Regions from separate parts of the Sus scrofa genome. Here region 2 is linked to region 1. Evidence: chromatin contacts called from public HiChIP or PLAC-seq data. All regions are on one chromosome and are shown on one strand. Each heading gives the region's core, a stretch centred on a gene start, on an enhancer-like site or on the middle of the called end of the contact. The rest is flanking DNA. Distances are from core to core; before and after follow the strand shown.

Region 1 (2,700 bases), core at 91-2,590:
ACTGACAAAAAGATATAAAGAATACAGAAAAGGTAAATAGGTAGCAAATATAAATGATTACATAAATATTTTTTCTTCTCTTCACTGATTTTAAAAATGCAAGATTTCATTAAAAAATAATAAAACTGTACTCTGGGGATTGTAACATAAAAATATACATGACAATAACAACATAAAAGAGGGAAGAAGAAGTAGTCTGATATTAGAGCAAAGTTTCTATATTTAACTGGAACTAAGTTTTAGTATTACTAAAGTAGACTGTGATAAATTAAGATGCACACTCTAATCCCTAGAGACCTACTAAGGAAATAACATGAAAAAGTTTTTAAAACCCCAAAGGAATTAAAATAAAACTCTAGGAAGTATGTGCTTATCAGAAAGAAAGCAGTAAAGGGAAAAAGACAGACATGAGACATACAGAAAACAAACAGAAAAAGACAAACATTGATTCAAACATACCAATAATTATATCAAATATGAATGAATGAAATTCATTCTTACAAAGTGAACAATTCAATGGTTTCTAGTATAATCAGAGTTGTGTAACCATCAACATAACCTAAACTTAGAAAGTTTTCATCATCTCAAAAATAAACTGATAAAAGCAATCACTTATCATTCTCCCCTCTCAACATTCCCAGCCTAAAAAAACACTAATTCACTTTCTGTCTATAGATTTGCTCACTCTGAACATTTCATATAAAGGAATCATACAATACATGGTCCTTCGAGTATGATTTCCTTCCTCTGCCATAATGTTTTCAAGGTTCATCCACGTTGCAGTATACATCAGTACTCCGTTCATTTCTGTGGAAGAATAACATGCTATTGTGTATATATGCCACATTTTGTTTATGCTATCACCAGTGAGTGGACATCTGGGTTATTTCTACTTTTTGGCTATTACGAATAATGCTGCTATGAACATCTGTGTATAAGCTATTATGTGGCTGTACATTTATACTTCTCTTGGGGATATACCTAAGAGTGGAATTGCTGAGTCATAAGGGAACTTGGTGTAACTTTTTGAGGAACTGCCAAACTGTTTTCCAAAGTGGCTACACCAGTTTACAATCCCATCAGCCATATATGAGGGTTACAGTTTCTACCATCTTTGGTAACATTTATTATTGTCCATCTTTTTCGTTACAGCCGTTGTAGTGAAGTGGAATATCACTGTGGTTTGATTAGAATTATCCTAATGACTAATGGTATTTAGCATCTTTTTTTTGGCTGTGAAATTTCTCAGGCCAGGGATAGAACCCATGCCACAGGAGCAACTTGGGCCACTGCAGTGACAACGCTAGATCCTTAACCCACTGCACCACAAGGGAACCTCCTTGAGCATCTTTTCATGTACTTATAGGCCATTTATATATCTTTATGGGAGAAATAGCCATTCAAATCCTTTGCCCATTTTTAAATTGGATTATTTGCTTTTATATTGTCAAGTTGTAAGAGTTCTTTGTAAATTCTGGACACAAATCCCTTATGACACATACGATTTGCAAATATCTTCTCCCATTCTATGGTTTGCATTTTTACATTCTTAAAGGTATCCTTTGAATCATACACAAAAATTTTATTTTGATGAAGTCCAACGTATCTATTTTTTTTTCTTTTGTTGCTTGTAGTTTTGGTGTCATATCTAAGAAACCATCACCTATCCCAAGGATGAAGGCATACTCCTATCTTTTCTTCCAAATGTCTTATAGTTTTAGCTCTTACATTTAGGTCTATGATCTATTTTGAGATCATTTTGTATATGTTGTAAGATAAGGCTCTAATGTCATTCTTCTGCATGTAGAGATCCATTTGTCCTACCTGCGATGTTTTTGCATTTTCTTGTGAGACTTAATTTTCTTTTTTTTTTTTTTTTTGTCTTTTTGCGATTTCTTAGGCTGCTCCCGCGGCATATGGAGGTTCCCAGGCTAGGGGTCAAATTGGAGCTGAAGCCACTGGCCTACACCACAGCTCATGGCAATGCCGGATCCTTAACCCACTGAGCAAGGCCAGGGATCGAACCCACAACCTCATGGTTCCCAGTCAGATTCGTTAACCACTGAGCCATGACGGGAACTCCAGAGACTTCAATTTTTTTTTTAAGTAAAATAATTTTTTAGGAGTTCCCGTCATGGCTCAGTAGTTAACGAATCTGACCAGCATCCATGAGGATGCAGGTTCGAGCCCCAGCCTTGCTTAATGGGTTAAGGATTGGTGTTGCCATAAGCTCTGGTGTAGGTTGCAGACACGATTCAGATCCTGCATTGCTGTTGGCTGTGGTATAGGTTGGTAGCTACAGCTCCAATTCAGTCCCTAGCCTGGGAGCCTCCATATGCCACAAGTGCAGCCCTTTAAAAAAAAAAAAAAATTTTTTTTAAAGGATTGAAATGACACAAGAATGTTACTCCATCACAATGGAATTAAACTGATTATCAACAACAGAAAGAAATTTGGTAAACCTCCAGATATTTGGATTAAATAAGACACTTTTAAATAACTCACATGTCAAAGAAGAAATCACAAGGGAAATTAGAAAATATTTGAAACTGAAACAAAACCACAAAACTTCAACATTTATGGAATGTAGTTTAAGTAACATTTAGAAGGAAATTTATACCTTTAAGTGCCCATATTAGAAAAGATTTCAAATCAATATTTAAGCTTTAATAGACAAGTAAACTAAACTCAAAGAAAGCA
Region 2 (2,718 bases), core at 33-2,532, 230 kb before region 1:
GAACTCCCATCCAAGCCCCCTTCTTAATGCCCATATTCTTCGTACACCAAGGGGCTCCCACCCTTGCACCCTGACGAAGTTCTCTCCCCCACACTGGTGCTTTTCTTCTCCTTCCTTTGGCTCTCACTGAGAAACACCGTTCTTCTGGGAGGCGCTCTGCTGCAGCTGAACCAGAAAGGTGTCTCAGGAGGCCGCTGTCCATGATCTAAAGAGGAGAGGGTGAGGTCTTCTTTCCTGAGGCTAAAAACAGCCACCTGGTCACCTGTCCGAGCCAGCCCTCGGAGACGGGCCTCCCCGGGCTTTCTGGGGCCCTGCCACTTTCCGCCTCCAGGAAGAGGCCGGTCTTCGGTTCGGCCCCTCACCCGCTTCCTGCCACAGGAAGGGCCGATGCCACTCCTTGGTCAACAGCCCTCGTCGCCTCCCTCACCCACAGGAAACTTTTCCCAGCCCGGGTTCCTCCGCGCTCCTCACTCGCAAGGGTTCCCAAACTTTCTTCTCCAGGCTCGGCCTCCCAGGGCTGGCTCCAGGGCGCCCCCTGAGCTTCACCAAATCGCCCCCAACTTTCTTCTCCACCAGTTCTCCCCGCTCAGGGCCTCCTCGGACCCGACTTACCCCCTCGACCTTGCCCCTAACGCCCCGCCTGCAGCCCCTCAGCCCTCCATCCCTCCAGGGAGACCCCGCCCGGGACCTCACCGTGGACGCCACGATCTCCGTTGGCCTCCTTGGCCCCGCCGAGGAGCAGCAGTGCCAGCAGAGCGAGGAGCGCCCCGCACCAGCTCGGCCCGCACAGCTGCGCCATGACGGGCTCCACCCGGCTGCCCAGGGGAGGCCTCGAACCGCCGGCCGTTGGGGTCTCGCGGTCAGGTGCGGGAAGACCCTTGCCGCGCACGCGCACGGGAGCGCCTCGCGTCCAGCTGCGGCAGCTCGCAGAAGGTCCGCGGGGTGCTGCGCTGGCCCTCGCCACCCAGGAAGTTTCTAGGAAGCCCCTTTCTCGGGCCTTCGGTGTGCGGACACTGCCTCCGGTGCCCACGATGCTTCAGTCCGCTCCTCGCTCGCCCCCGACCTTACCCCCCACTTCAAGACCCCACCACACCCCCAAACGCTCGGTGGGCGCTGGAGGCAATGGCGGCCGCCTCGAAGCAGCTACGGAAGGTGGAGGGTCAGGGAGGGGGCGGGGCGCACCTGGCGAGGCGGGGCGCGTAGAGCGCAGGCGCAGGGAGGATGCACCTGAGCAGCCGTCCTCCTCCTTGGGCGCACCTGGACCCACCCCTGTCTCTGGAAAGGGGCGTGGTTTTTGCGTTGGCTCCGCCCAGGGTGGGGCCTAACCGGGGCAGGCGCACTCCTGCCTAGGTCTTCCGCCGCCCTAGCGTGTGGGCTTGTTGACCACGTCCGAGCACCTTCGCTCTTGGGCTAGGCCTCCGGGTGAGAGGAAAGGGCGCGGACGTGCCTTATTGGACACGTGTGATTTTTGCCCACCTCGCTTCAGCCTTCTGTTGCAAGGGATTTATTCCTAATTCCTATGTTCCCTGAGCACCTACTCAGTGTGTTGCTAGAAACCCAGCTGTGACCAAACCAGATTCCTGCATCACCAGGACAGGAACATCCCAGCGTAGTGATGATAGAAGCATAGGGCAGAGTGGATATGGATGAGACAGGGGACACAAGCTGAGTGCTAAGGGACTGGGTGGTGGAAGACCTGGGAGCCCAGACAAGTTCCCTATTTATTCTGAGAGCTGGGCAGGGAGGACCTCCCAGAGAAGATGAAAGAGCCGTGAATGAACACAAGCCTCACACTCTTGCCTCCCGGGTTCCCAGTCCTGAGACCAACTCTACACTAGATAGGGATTGGTGTCAGGGCTGAATTGGGAAAGCACAGGCAGAGGCAGCTGACCACCTTGGGGGCCAGGAAGGACTTCCTGTAGAGGGATGTGCGAGCTGAATCTTAAAAGGAGGATGGATAGGACAGGCATAGGAGTAGAGCTCAGTCAACAGGATAATTAAAATAAATGTATTTTGGAAAACACTTTATGGGAATTTGCATTGTAGTGCAGGGGAAATGAATCCAACTAGAGTCCATGAGGATGCAGGTTTGATCCCTGGCCTTGCTGGGGTGGGGGGGCGTTCCAGCACTGCCATGAGCTGTGGTGTAGGTCTCAGACAAGGATCATCGGATCCGGAGTTGCTGTGGCTGTGGCGTGGGTTGGCAGCTGTAGCTCCGATTCAACCCTTAGCCAGGGAACTTCCATATGCTGCAGGTGCAGCCCTAAAAACCAAAAAAAAAAAAAAAAAAAAAAGAAGAAAACACTTTACAGTGCTATGAAGAAAATGAATTGAAGGCTGGGATGGAAAATAACGGAGGACTGGGTGGTGGAGGAGGTGGTTTTGATAATGAACCTTGGAGGATAAGAAGAGCTAATGGATAAACATTTCAAGCAAACAGCAAATGCAAAAGTCCTGAAGCAAGGAAGACATCAGGGTGGTGCTGCAGGACCCAGGGCCACACCCACTCCTCGGCCTCCCTCTAGATGTAATAATATGTGAAGAACTTTAACTGGGTTATCAAAATGGTGTGTTTACCTTAAGCAATTAAAATGTTTCTTTTTAGGGAGGTTCCTGAGACTTATGCAAGTTCCCAGGCTAGGGGGCGAATCAGAGCTGTAGCTGCTTGCCTGGGACACAGCACAACCACACACCAAATCCTTTAACCTACTGAGTGAG

Evidence for each region. HiChIP or PLAC-seq counts read pairs in DNA pulled down with a chosen protein or histone mark.
Region 2: an H3K27ac HiChIP or PLAC-seq map of alveolar macrophages shows a contact between it and region 1. The contact joins the promoter of SPINT2 here to the promoter of SIPA1L3 in region 1. A contact is called at or near these places in 1 of 5 promoter capture datasets (fetal skeletal muscle) and 1 of 2 datasets of contacts at active chromatin or transcription factors (alveolar macrophages).

Annotation. Positions count from the first base shown.
Region 1 is chr6:46,946,718-46,949,417 of Sscrofa11.1, reverse strand. It overlaps SIPA1L3 (signal-induced proliferation-associated 1-like protein 3), which reads right to left and starts at 1,340. Exons shown (of 25, transcript XM_021094330.1): 1 at 1-1,340.
Region 2 is chr6:47,180,336-47,183,053 of Sscrofa11.1, reverse strand. SPINT2 (kunitz-type protease inhibitor 2) reads right to left here and starts at 1,282. Exons shown (of 7, transcript XM_003127108.5): 1 at 694-1,282. The coding sequence starts at 799.